Linked DNA regions of Mus musculus: all the other regions are linked to region 1. A link is a contact called in public promoter capture Hi-C data. All regions are on one chromosome and are shown on one strand. Each heading gives the region's core, a stretch centred on a gene start, on an enhancer-like site or on the middle of the called end of the contact. The rest is flanking DNA. Distances are from core to core; before and after follow the strand shown.

Region 1 (2,590 bases), core at 41-2,540:
TCACTCTGTCTACTTCCATTTGCAAGGAGTCAATCCAGGCTACCGCAGAAGGCTGCATCCTGACTCCTCAGCACCCCCCCCACACACACACACACACACTTTTGACTTCTCCGGTGTAGTGGTGGGATTGTGCCACTACCTTCTCAAAACCTTTCTACGAGCTTCCTATAAAAAGTAAGTCTGCCAGATGTGGTGGTGGTGGAACCACACCCTTAATCCCAGCACTGGGAAAGCAGAGGCTGGTAGATCTGAGTTCGAGGCCAGCCTGGTCTACAGAGAGGACTGAGGTTCTGAGACAGGTCTATGTATGTATATGAAAGAGACCCCCGTCTAAAACGAACCACAGTTAAGGCACCAACCCCTCATCGGTTGTTTTGGTCCTACCTTTAAGGCAGACTACACAAATATACACACCCATAGTAATTACTTCTGGACACTAGAATTTCTTCTTTGTCCTTGTCTAAATTTTAAAAATATTCTCGGATGAGTACTTGCTACTTATTAATGGCAACGATACTGCTGAATAAATGTGTATTACCTTCTAGTTTATGTTATGGAATTTTAAAAGTGGGTTGTTTCTGCAATTAGGTATGTGCCTAGACAAAAATACTAGCAATATCAAAACTAGTAAGATGTTAGTGAGCTGCAGAATTATAGGACACAGTATTTTTTGTTTAACATAAATACTTGCATAATGGAGATGAGCTCTAAGCCTTATTGTCTTCTGCATAAGCACACCGAGCCGTGTTTCTGGTCAAGTCCTCACTTTCCGAAGCTTCCATAGGACACAGCACCGTCCTACGCTCTCGTGCAGACTTCTCGCAACCTTCCTAAGCCGCCGCAGATTTCTTTGGGCAAATCCAAACTTGCCGAGGCGACCTCGTCTCGGGACCACCCGCGGGTCACCGCGCAAGCTCAGCCGCCTCGGCTGCAAAGCGACCCGTCTGAGGCTGCGCGGCGAGAAGAACCCTCCCCACGCCGGACCTGGCTCTCCGCGGACCCAGGCGCCCACCCGTCCGCGCCGCTGAGCTGTCCGCGCGGCCGCGGTGGGGGAGGGGTGCACGTGCCCGCGCCAGACAATGCCCCGCACAAGACGCGCGCCCGCACCGACACTCACCCTTCCTGCGCGCCCAGCTGCAGCGCCGCCCTGCCGGGACCCGGAACCCCCACGCGGAGAGAAAGAGCGAAAGGTCTCCTCCCGTGGAACCGCCGTGCGAGGCCCGGGACGCGCCCGCGCGGAAGCTCACGACAGAGCAGCCCGCCCGCCGTCAGGCTCCGCCCCGCACGTCACCTCGAGGGCGGGGCGGCGCGGGCGCGCGCGGTGGGGGCGGGGTCGGGGCGGCGTGGCCGCGGGGGGCTAAAGCTGCTCCTGAACTCTGCGTCGCACCTTCAGGTTGACCGCTTGAGCCGGCCAACCGTTGTCTTCCTGCTGAAAGTTTGAGAGAATGCTGGTTCTCTTGTAGTCATGGCAATAGTAACTATGGTGACCGCACTGCTGAGCGTACCATCTTGCGTCACTGTGTTTAGTGATAGAGGTGTATATAGCAGCCGTAACCTAGTATCTAGTATCGCGGGGTAATACTTGTAGTCTGGAGACTGAGGCAGGAGCATCACAAGTACAAAACCTGTCTAGTTACATAGTGAATTCAAGGCCCTGTCTCAAAGTAAAAGTTATTGGTAGAGTGCTTGCTTAGAGCAATGCTGTGGGTCCAACCTCCAGCACCATAAATATATATATTAAACAAGCAAACAAAAAAAAAAAAAGAAAGAAAGAAAGAAAGAAAGAAAGGAAGGAAGAAAGAAAGACGTGGTGGCGCACGCCTTTAATCCCAGCACTTGGGAGGCAGAGGCAGGCGGATTTCTGAGTTCGAGGCCAGCCTGGTCTAAAAAGTGAGCTCCAGGACAGCCAGGGCTATACAGAGAAACCCTGTCTCGAGAAACCCTGTCTCGAAAAACCAAAAAGAGAGAGAGAGAGAGAGAGAGAGAGAGAGAGAGAGAGAGAGAGAGAGAATGAAGGAAGCAAAGACAGGAAGAAGGCATTAATCATTGTGAACCCATTTTAGTAGATGTAGCACCTGAGTGAGGTGTAGTGGTCCCCCCTCCCCCCTCTGGTCCCAGATACTTTGTAGACTGAAAGAAAGGGTGAAGGTTTGAAAACGTTGAAAACTTTTTTGTTTGTTTTGTTTTTTGAGACACTGTTTCTCTGTAGAAACATTTACTTTTGTAGATTTACTTAATGTAGATGCAGCTAATGAATGACAATCCATTAAGCCTCGGTTTTCCCTTTAAAATCGCTTGAAACCAGCTTTCTTCCATGATACTACACACCAAGACTTCCTATTACTTCTTCAGGACTACAGCATCCAGGCTGACCTTGGAGCTGCCTCAGACTTTTTCAGCTCTTGCTCATATTGTACAGCTTGTACATACTTACCACACAAGCTGAGTAGTGAGGTTTTTTTTTTTTTTTTAAGATTTATTTACTATTATACATAAGTACACTGTAGCTGACTTCAGACGCACCAGAAGAGGGCGTCAGATCTCATTACTGGTGGTTGTGAACCACCATGTGGTTGTTGGGATTTGAACT
Region 2 (2,590 bases), core at 27-2,526, 1.9 Mb after region 1:
CTATGTTAGGGGCTGTAGGACAAGATTAAAGTCGGGCGAATTTAACTGAACTGTGTGCCTAATGCAGAGGGCCAGCTGGATACTTACTTACCTGAGAGCGGAAAGGAGTTTGTATCCACTCTGCTCTCCACTGTGAGGTCACATCACTGCTATCTTACCAACGCTGGAAGACCCTGAGCTACGTCTTCTGGCATGGAATGACCAACAGGACAGAAATCTGAGAGAAAATCTATCACTGTTTATGCTGTTGAAAAGCTGTTTCTACATTAAGGCACTCGACCCTGAGCTGTGGGCGAGCCAAGGAGTCCCAGGCCTACAAGCAGTGTTGTAGGGAGGAGGTGGCTGAAGGACTCTGGGTTATGGCTCTACAGAAGGAGATAGCAACAACCAAGGGAAGAAGGCTCCCACTATCTTGGTCTGGGGAGGGGTGGACGATGGAGAAGAGCCTCCGGACTGGGGGCGGCTCTGGGGGAATCGTCAGCCAGCACCCTGTTCAGGCCCTGAATAAGCTTCCAAAGTAAATGTTGCTGCCTTGTGGAGTGGCTAAGGCAAGCAGTGGGGTTTGACCATGTTCTTACTCAAAACATTAAAACTGATCTGCTAGGGGAAGCCAATGCAGATGCCTGCAGCATCCTTGGAGGGCCGGTCCACCTTAAACAGCTGCGTCCTGGCGCGGGCAGGTGGGCTTGCTCGCGGGTGGGTGGTGAGCATGCGCAGCCTTTCTAGTCAAGGCCAGAGCAGGGTTCAGTCACTTTCCCTAGGACACCAGCTTTCCGAAGGCGTTCCTAGGTCTCTTACACACGGCCTCAATCAAGCCTGCGGCCTGAGCCAGGACACAGAGGAACTCGGTGACCTAACTCTTAGTGTGTGGAGGGCTGAGAACTGGCTAAGGTTTGGATAGCCATGATACCCCTACCTTGTCATAGAAATCTCGCTCACACCCCAGTGACTGCCAGGGGACCTTCAGCCTGTCCCGGGACTGTGATTGGAGAGCATGTAGGCCCAAGAGAGCTCCCGGGTTAGGGCCTGCGGTAGCAAGGAAAAAAAAAAAAAGGAAAGAAAGGAAGAGACAGACAAGAAAGAGAAAAAGAACATGCTTTCCGTTGTCCTGTCGGTCCAGATGGGCGCTGCGCGTGCGTGGGGTGTCGGGCTACCCCGCAAAAGAGGAGTTGGCCGCCCGGCGCTCCACCCTCAGCCCGCCCCCGCCGCGGCCCTGCCGCCGGGTCCACCTTAAGGGGCGCGCTGACATCAGCGCGCCGCCGCCGCCCGTGGGGTGGGATTTCCTCCACTGCCGCTGCGGCGGATCCTGCGCCGCGTCCAGCCCGCGCGCCCGACCCCGGCCCGACCCGGCCGGCCCCGCCCGCCCGGCCCGGGGAGGGATGCGGCGGCGCGGCGCCCAGGATGCCCCGCAGCCCCGGGACGCGCCTCAAACCCGCCAAGTACATCCCGGTGGCCACGGCCGCCGCGCTGTTGGTTGGTTCCAGCACACTCTTCTTCGTATTCACGTGAGTCGGCGCCGGGTCCAGAGCCTGGTAGCAGCGGGTGGGGGTAGGGAGGTTGGGGGTGGGAGCCGAAGGGGCGCACGTGCCCCACGGGGGCGGCGGTGGGCTGGGCGGATTAGCAGGTTGCGGCGAGGGGCTGCGTCCCCGGAGCACGGACAGGTGAATGCCTGCCTCTGAGCGTTCTAGCAGGCCCTGGGTGTGGTTGCAGCCTTTCATTCCCTCGGGGCTTTGAAGGGGGACGCGTGTCACCTACAGACACCAACCTTCCTAGGGGGAGGGGGGGAGTAGGAGCTGTGAGCCCCCTCGTCGCGGCCAGCATGTAAAATCAACTTATTTCTGTGTTTCTCAGCGTAGGTGTGGCCTGCCCCACAGCCGTGACTGGCCACTACAGCCTACTCAAGGCCCTCAGCCCTCCCTGAACACAACACTGAGAGGCTTCTATCCTACACTTCTAAGTCTGGAGCACAAAAGACCTCAGAGGCTAGGCTGCCAGTCGTGGGGAGGGAGCACTCTTTGCCAGCCTGGCACTAGGCAGCCTCAATTTCTTACCCCGGGCTGGCTCATAGGTCATGGGGTTCTGAATCTCGGACCACTCGTTTCTTTCTACAATTCCAAAGCCTTGACACAACTCAGGTGACCAAAGGGATGGCCATTTGTTTCCAGGTGTGACAGCCCCAGGTGTAAGTGAGCCTGAGCCACCCTTTCCACTTTGTAGAAACATATAGCAGCCTTTGTAGGAGTCTGAATTCAGTGCCTGTTGTGGGAGGAGAGTCCTTACCTGGAGGCTGGGGTTGGGTATGTGCCACTGGCTGCAAAGAGCAAGTTTAAAAAAGGCCTGTGTGGACGGGCTTATTTCTGGCTCCAGGGAAAGTCTGTGTTCTTGTCACTCAGATGTTGTGGATTGTGGACTAAGGAAGGGCTTGGGGAGCTAAGACTGGAGGGGACATATCTTGGAAAATTCGGTCTTCCAGAGGTCTTGAGTGGGGTTCTGTTTCAGTGCAGAGAGGGTGTCACAGGGACATTTCGATGTCTTTTAACATAACTCTAAAATTAAGACATGCAATATGGGAATCAAAGTTTTAAGAGAA
Region 3 (2,590 bases), core at 58-2,557, 1.8 Mb after region 1:
AGGTAGAAGGACTGGGGATCCCAGTGTGGAATTACAGGCACTCAATGCATAGCTGGTCCTACTTAGGGAAAAGATATTCCCAAAGACAATTTGGGTATGGCTCCATCCCTTAGCTTTATAAAAGTAAGCATGTGTTTTGCATTTCGGATTGTTAGCCCACATTAAGAGTCTAGCCTAAGAGTTAACACAAACAGAAGCATTTTCTTTCTTTTCCATCATTTCTAAATGTCTGAATCCTCAGAGACAGTCCCCTAGTACCTTAGACACTGATACCTGACACTGAAACAAATAGTTAAATATTGAATATAAGTAGCATTTAATTATTTAAAAATTAAAAGGGGAAAGCCATGGTATCCAGGCCTCCTGAAGCAGAGCAACTCCAGACTTGCATATTCTCCAGGGCTGGTGTCCCACTGAGGAATGTAGGGGTATCTAGGGAGGAGATTCAAGCAGGGACACCAGACAAGGGATTCCCAGCAGCGCCTCCTCTCTCTTTTGTGAGGCCTTAGGAGCATCGTCGCTGCGTAGGGACATTCCCTTGGCATCGCCAAGACCCTGCGCTCACCAACAGCCGTACCACCCCGGGAAGTTCCCCAGCCTCGCCGCCCGAGTCCTGGTAAAGTTTCCATAGCCGTCGGGTCCCTGCTTGCAGGCTCTGCAGTGGCTCGCGGAGGGCAAAGCTGTGGGAGCTGGGTCCAGTTCATCCCGGAGGCTGAACAGCCCGGAGGCTGAAGCCGGCGCCGTAGCCAGGTTGGACAGAGCCCTGAGGTCATGCACAAAGGGACCCGCCCCCAACCACCCGGGTCTCTGGGGACCCGTCGTGTGCTAGAGCGCGGGTGAGCAGAAGAACCAGCTTCCGAGCCCCACCCAGACCTAAAGTCCGAGCCCAGGACCCTGTCCCTATCTTAGTCCGCATCTCAGTCTAGACACTATACCAGCTCGCTCCCCCAGGACCTACCCCTAATCCTGGCCGGGGCCCGAGTGTCCAGCCCCAGGCCCACAGCCGGACCCCGCCCACCCGGCCGAGCTCACCTGGCGCGCGGCGTGGGCGGCTCCGCAGCGCGGCCTCCGCCCCCAAGACAGGCGTCCCCAGGTCCCCCGGTGCGCGGGGAGCGGCCTCTCCAGCGCCCAGCACCGAAAGTGGCTCCCGGGGCCACAACTTGTGCTTGTGAGGAGGTGAGGGGGGGAACACTCCTCCTCCCCTACTGGAGCAGCCAGCAAGCAGGCTAGCCCTCCTACCCCTCCCGCTGCCCGTGCGCAAAGCGGACCTGGCCGGAGACGAGGCCTCCGCCCCGCCCCATCCAACTGCGAATTTTCCCATTGGTAGAGAGACGCGCCCCGCAACCCGCACCGATTGGATGGATGTGCAGAGATTGCGGCTTGCTGTTGGGTTCCTGGTATTGTCAGTCTTAGCCCAGGTCGGCCCCCTAGCAGAGCAGGCCCTGACACCTGCCCGGAATGCTGTGGCTGCAGCAGCTGCAGGAGGCTCGGAGTTGCCCCCTCCCGGCCATCTTCAGAGGAGTTCTGGGGATAGTAGGCCCTGAGCTGGAACTTGCAGGGCAGGCGGTCACTCCCGGATTCCAGCAGCGTTGTCTCCATCTCCACCCCAAGTTCCCAGGTATCCTGCTGTTAACCGGACATTGAGCGTCGATTCCTTTCTATTGGCATAGAATGGTATTTATCTTACACTCCGCAAGTGTAAAGATAAATCCCATTTTACAGATAGAAAATTGAGGCTTTAGGCAACCAGGGCGTGAACCCAGTCGTTGGACTTCCAGCCTTGGGGGCTCTCTCACTGTCCCCATAACCCCTGCAGCAAGGACGAACAAGGTCAGCTAGGCTGGTACAAAGTGGGGATGGTTGCAGTGATTTTGAGGGCAAAAGCAGACTCTAGAAAAACTAGAGCTTTTTTTCTTCTATGAAGCCTGTATTTACAGAGCCTTTGGGCACTCCCTACAGCTGCATGAGACTGCTCTTTCCCCGGGGCAATGAAAAGCGTCCTCTTCCCGGGAAAGGGGAATTATGTGTTTATCTCTTCCCCACTACACCCTGGTGTCCCGATTTCCTCTGCCCTGCTTTGAGTCTTGGAGAAATATCAAGGAGCTTTATCCACTGCCTGAAAAGATAAACACATATTTCCCTACTAGGTAAAGCACACCAAACACATCTCTGCAGTGACATAAGGCAGTGGAGGGGACCCACGGGGGATGCTGTAACATAAACAGGAGATGGAAGTGCAGACTGTGGAAATGAATCTGGCCTGTGCTTGCTCAGAAGCCTCTTATCCTGAGTGCACTGGAAATGAGCAACTCTTCTGGGCTGTCGGTGTTTCCCAAGGCCCCTTACAGATAGTGCTAATGGAGGCCAGGGTGTGTGTGTGTGTGTGCGTTTGTGTGTGTAGGGGGTCTACCCAGATGGTCATATTTCACCCACCTATGCTGAGTCCAGTGTGCTCACCCAATAAGGGTTGCTTGGTGAAGACAAAGAAAGTAAATGCCTGGAGCAGGAGCTCACTTCTGGGTCGCCTACAATACAAATTGATACCAGGAGCTTTTCAGAGTCAAGGCAGTTGCTACTAATCCGTTGGTAT
Region 4 (2,590 bases), core at 40-2,539, 1.5 Mb after region 1:
AGATGGCAGCGCCATCTACCAGTAAGCATGGTCTTGGCTTTGACTTGAACCGTGGAGGAAGCTCCTGGAAGCATCCAGTGCCAGAGAAGTGCCTGGCGTTGTGGCAGAAACCCCAAGGCCTTTAGCCCCACAGGCTTTGTGGCTTTTGTGGGTAGCAAAGACACCCACAGAGGGACCATGCCATGGGAGGGGGATGATGGCAGTGCTGGAATGGCCTCTGAGCCAGCTGCTCTTACAGACTAGGCTGGGCTGGGTCCTTGCTCCCCTTCCCCAGGAAAGTGCACCCTTCGCCGTTATTGGCAGCAACACTGTGGTGGAGGCCAAGGGGCAGCGGGTCCGGGGGCGACTGTACCCCTGGGGGATCGTCGAAGGTGAGATGAGGCAGGAGGCTGGGTGAGGGGTGGGTGGCTCCCCTAGACTGACACCGACTCATCGTCGATCCTGCCCACAGTGGAGAATCAGGCGCACTGCGACTTTGTGAAGCTCCGCAACATGCTCATCCGCACTCACATGCACGACCTCAAAGATGTGACGTGCGACGTGCACTATGAGAACTACCGTGCCCACTGCATCCAGCAGATGACCAGGTGGGCCACCCGCACCAGTAGCAGGCCAGGCGGCTCCCACCCTCCTAACCCGAACCTCCCAACAAGCACAGCCCTCTCATTCCACAGCAAACTCACCCAGGACAGCCGCATGGAGAGCCCCATTCCTATCCTCCCACTACCCACACCGGATGCGGAGACCGAGAAGCTCATCAGGATGAAGGATGAAGAGGTGGGTGGATATCAGGAGTAGGGCCGAGATTGTGAACAGGGTAGGGAGGAGAAGCAGAGGGCAGAGCTACAGCTCTCCTGCCTTTTCTCACTCTGACTTGGGTCGCCCCCACCACCAGCTAAGGCGCATGCAGGAGATGTTGCAGAAGATGAAGCAGCAAATGCAAGACCAGTGACACCCGCCCCAGCCCCACGTCGTCGACAAGGATAGACGGCCGGTTTCCGGGCTGGCCCCTCCTACCCCTGGATCCCAGACTGTCCTGGATTCCACCCTGGGTTCATCTGGATCTCAGAAGGCCTGGACCTCACCCTAATCCAAAGTGGCTTTGACCAGACTGTTCAGACCTGGAGCCACAGAGCCACAGCCCCCAGATGACCCTAATTTATTCTCGGCGTCCACCCTTCCCGGTCATTTGTATCTGCTTCCGAGTGCTCTGAATCACAGCCCCTCCCCAACCTCCTGCCCCCGCCCCACCCCGCACCTCCCCGCCTATCATAAGGGAACAAGATGTGCACAACCTCCAAGATCTCCCTTCCTAGAAGATCACTGCCCCCCAGCGGGCCAATAAACCAGGGTAGAGGAGGGACGTGGATGCAGGATCTTGGGCCTATTACCCAAGCTAGTGCTGCAGAGTGGAGTTGGGAGGCCCCCCTCTGCCGATTCCAGTGGGCTACGAAGCATTTGCTAATGGCCTACTGAGCGCGGAAGTAGGCCGGTTCCTCCCTTACTCCCTAATCATGCTCTGTTCAGGATCGGAGGCGGCGGGGTTTGGAGGCTAAGGCCTTTAGGAAGACCCCAGATCTAGAGGCTTCTGGGAGGAAGGCGGGGCCGCGATGCTCTAGACCGCTCGCGCCCCTTCCTGAGTCTACCTGAAGGACTCCAAGGGCGGTAGAGACGGGGTGTCCCTATGCCTAGACTACTTTCGTCCACCCATAGGTCAAGGTCTTTTCTTCCCAGCAACTCTGTTGCACAAGGATTCCAGCCCTTGGCCTCCTCCATATCTCCACCCGCATGATTCCTCCCCACACACCCCATGCTCCGTTTTGTTCAGTTGTGAATGCCGCGTCCTGTCCTGGTGACAGGAGAACAAAGTTGGTGAACGTCGCACCGAGTGTCCGAGTGTTCCATGAGCCCCTGGGAGCGGGCGGGGGGACGGAAGCCCGGGCTGCCTGCGGCCCCAGGCGATAGTACCCTATCTGCCTTCGCAACGCCCTTGCGCGCCGGCTCGGAGTTATTTCTGGCCAGGCGGCAGAATTGTGGTCTGTTGCTGTAGACTCAGGCAGGCTCTCGGGCCAACGCCTCTCCAGAACGAAGTAGGCCACCATCCTCTCGCCATGGGCTCCCGTGAGTTCTGGGGTCGGGTCTGCAGCTTTCTAGGAAGAGCCACGGTCAGGAGGTGTTCTAGTTTGGGCATCAATAGGCAAAGTCTTGGATCAGAGGTGGATGGAAACTCGAGCCAGCGCCCAGAGTGGCCGGGGTGGAGGGACCTGCGGACTCGTGGGATGCTGGTCCTAGGAGCTGGCGGGAGCAGCGCCGACGGTCCCAAGGATGCTCCCGCCTCATCCTAGTGCTTCTCTTTCAGGGCCCCGTGGGGCGCTGAGCCTGCTGCTTCTGTTGCTAGCGCTGCTCAGCCGCCCAGCCTCTGGCTGCCCCGCGCCATGCAGCTGCGCAGGGACGCTCGTGGACTGTGGGCGCCGCGGGCTGACCTGGGCGTCGCTGCCGGCTGCCTTCCCTCCCGACACCACCGAATTGGTGCTGACCGGCAACAACCTGACGGCGCTGCCGCCCGGGCTTCTGGACGCGTTGCCTGCTC
Region 5 (2,590 bases), core at 54-2,553, 1.3 Mb before region 1:
GCGATTAAAAAGGTATACTGCTCTTATATAGGGCCAGAGTTTGGTTCCCAGCACCAACACGGGGTAGCTCACAACAGCTCGTAACTCCAGCTCTAGGGCCTTACTTCTCCTATCCCAATGGCTAAAATGTTTATGGACTAGTGGGGATAACACTAAGAGTCACTAAGAAACCCCCAAATTCTGGAAGACAGAATGCACTCAACGACTGCCAACAGTCCAATTACAAAAGAAACATATAAAGAAAAAAAAATCAGCACCTTATTCTGTTAGAGGTCTGTAAAGAATTTTCTCACATAACTCAGTCACTTCCCGCATACAAGGCTCAACAGTTCAAACAAAACTGCTCCATTTATCTTTATTGTGTATTCTACAGACCAGGTCAGCTAGTGCTAGAGGAGTCAATACTTTTCTGCTTAGATGTCAACGTGAGCAAACCCATGACTTAAACACATGTGGGTTCCCCCATCCTCAATCTATATTGGAAGCACTTCAAACACAGAAGTGTAACATAAACCCACACACAACGATGTGCAATTTTCTCCCAAACAGAGACACCTGGAACAGAGTTAGCGGCACTAGCCAACATCTGTGCTTACGTTACTTGGGCTTTTTGGGGGGGGTTAGGGGGTGGGGTGTCCAGTAGAGTGGGCAGTACAGTAACAAGCATTCTGGCAAATAGAGCCCCGCCTACTTATGAGAAGGCTCCAGCAGCTACTCCGGATAAGCCAGTACAATCCTTCCATTGAAACATGTCCACTTAGTACACCCAAACTCTGGATTGCCGCGTGCCTCTGTCCCCCGAGTGCCACACCTAGACAACAAGCCAAGGCACAGGGGTGCCCCCCACCTTGCGGCCCTCGGATTGGGGCACACCTGGCAGGAGGCGAGGAGGAAGCGGCAGCACGGGCTGCACGTCAGTCGGACCGGGTGAGAACCTCCACGCCGTGCGGCGGGCGTGGGAGGGACAGCACCCACCTCCCGGCCGCAGTCCGGGCGTGAGCGCGCCAGTCCGGTATCCCCGCAGGCGGCCGGACCCGGGTGGAAACTGCTAACCTAGTGCGAAGTCAGACTCCTGAGCCAGCCCGCGGTGGCCACAGGGTCTGCGGGAGCCACTGGGGCGCAGCTCCGTCTGCGCACCCCTGCCGCGCCGGCCCGCACCCGCCGCCCCGCCCCACCCGTTCGGAATACGTGTTACCTGAGCCGGCGTCTGCCTTGACGGGACCCCAGCACACGTGACCCCGCGGAGGCCAGCCCACGCACGCGCAGTCTCGGCAGCTGGCGGGCGCGCTTCCGCTCTCTTCCCCAGAGACGCCCTGCACTGGGCGGTGCGAGCCTCTGCGTCACGCCCTCCTTAAAGGGAGACTCTGTCCGGCCTCCAGGGACGCTCAAGGAGCCCTGGCATCTGAGCCGGAGGAGTCTAGCAAATAGAGGTCCTCAGATTAAAAGGAACGTCCCTTTCAATCAGCTCACCTGAACTTCCATAAACTCACCCCAAAACGAGGTGTCAAGGATCGTCCAGCCATCAGGCGCGCAGGAGCCTGAGGCAGAAGGAGCATATTGAGTTCAAACTAGTCTGGGATACCGACACAGACCTGTCTCAGATTCGACAAATAGATAAATGGATGGATGGATACACAGTGCAGGGTTAGGAGTGGATATGGAATTCGTTTCGTTGGATTTGGTAGTGTCCACTAATTCGTTTTCTTTTGAAAGGTGAACACAGAATTGCTGGGTTTTGGTGGGTAATTTTGGGGGGAAGGGGAAACATTGTTTTTGCAAATAAGGATGGATACTGAAAACTTCTTTTCCAAATTATCATTTTTAGTTGTCATTGTTCCATCAAAAAATAATAGAGTGGGTCACATTATTAAATAGAGAAGGCATCTTTTTTTTCCCTAATATGCTACTGGAAAAAGCTATTTCAGGATAGTTTGGCGTTTACAATTGCCACTATATGGTATCATTAACCCAAGGAGGCAGATAACATAGTTGTTGGACTTGTCTGTGAGGGAGAAATGAGGAGGGAGAGTGTGGGAAGATACCTCAGGAGGAGTTACATTGAGTATCAACCAGGCTCACTGTAGGTCTGTCCTGTAAGTACATTAGGACTGTCAGTAAAGGCCAGCTGATCACAGTGACATAAAGAAACTATAGGGCTGTCATTTTTAGGGTCACGGATGAAGGAAAATAATCAACACCTTAGCTAAAAAAAAGGGGGGGGAGCAGGGAGTGAGGAGACTTCTGTAGGCAGGAGCCAGAGAGACTGCCTAACTGAGGGAACAGTGGGATTAGTTACAAGCCAAGGTGAGTTTAGGGACAAGTTGCTAGCCTGATGTGGCTAGGGTACAGGCAGTGGCTTCCAAACATCTTTAATAATCACTCACAGAAACACATTTCAGCCATGACTCTGTGTGTGTGAGTGTGTGTGTATGAGACACACACACACAGAGAAAGAGAGAGAGAGAGAGAGAGAGAGAGAGAGAGAGAGAGAGAGAGAGAGAGAGACCCGTCTAAAGTAGGTTAGACAGAATGGTGACACCAGAACCCTGAGCCCTGAGTGACAGAGAATTGTTAAAGTTCTGGGAAGAAC

Evidence for each region. Promoter capture Hi-C pulls out the DNA fragments that hold promoters and counts their contacts.
Region 2: a promoter capture Hi-C map of pre-B cells shows a contact between it and region 1, with 3 times the contacts expected there. The contact joins the promoter of Zdhhc8 here to the promoter of Yeats2 in region 1. A contact is called at or near these places in 3 of 39 promoter capture datasets (the C10 cell line, cranial neural crest and pre-B cells) and 1 of 115 datasets of contacts at active chromatin or transcription factors (astrocytes).
Region 3: a promoter capture Hi-C map of pre-B cells shows a contact between it and region 1, with 4 times the contacts expected there. The contact joins the promoter of Arvcf here to the promoter of Yeats2 in region 1. A contact is called at or near these places in 2 of 39 promoter capture datasets (cranial neural crest and pre-B cells).
Region 4: a contact with region 1 is called in a promoter capture Hi-C map of hippocampal neurons, with 2.9 times the contacts expected there. The contact joins the promoter of Gp1bb here to the promoter of Yeats2 in region 1. A contact is called at or near these places in 3 of 39 promoter capture datasets (3T3-L1-derived adipocytes, cranial neural crest and hippocampal neurons) and 1 of 115 datasets of contacts at active chromatin or transcription factors (astrocytes).
Region 5: a contact with region 1 is called in a promoter capture Hi-C map of pre-B cells, with 5 times the contacts expected there. The contact joins the promoter of Vps8 here to the promoter of Yeats2 in region 1. A contact is called at or near these places in 3 of 39 promoter capture datasets (the 3T3-L1 cell line, liver and pre-B cells).

The regions. Positions count from the first base shown.
Region 1 is chr16:20,139,763-20,142,352 of GRCm38.p6, reverse strand. Yeats2 (YEATS domain containing 2) reads right to left here and starts at 1,290. Exons shown (of 31, transcript NM_001145930.1): 1 at 1,118-1,290.
Region 2 is chr16:18,233,822-18,236,411 of GRCm38.p6, reverse strand. It overlaps Zdhhc8 (zinc finger, DHHC domain containing 8), which reads left to right and starts at 1,276. Exons shown (of 11, transcript NM_172151.4): 1 at 1,276-1,505. The coding sequence starts at 1,402.
Region 3 is chr16:18,346,899-18,349,488 of GRCm38.p6, reverse strand. Arvcf (armadillo repeat gene deleted in velocardiofacial syndrome) reads right to left here and starts at 1,307. Exons shown (of 18, transcript NM_001272029.1): 1 at 1,033-1,307. It also overlaps a transcript of Tango2 not described here.
Region 4 is chr16:18,621,102-18,623,691 of GRCm38.p6, reverse strand. It overlaps Gp1bb (glycoprotein Ib, beta polypeptide), which reads left to right and starts at 1,289. Exons shown (of 2, transcript NM_010327.2): 1 at 1,289-2,121; 2 at 2,360-2,590. The coding sequence starts at 2,112. It overlaps Septin5 (septin 5), which reads left to right. Exons shown (of 12, transcript NM_213614.2): 9 at 275-371; 10 at 452-587; 11 at 675-777; 12 at 896-1,881. The coding sequence ends at 952.
Region 5 is chr16:21,421,831-21,424,420 of GRCm38.p6, reverse strand. Vps8 (VPS8 CORVET complex subunit) reads right to left here and starts at 1,303. Exons shown (of 47, transcript NM_001285893.1): 1 at 1,196-1,303.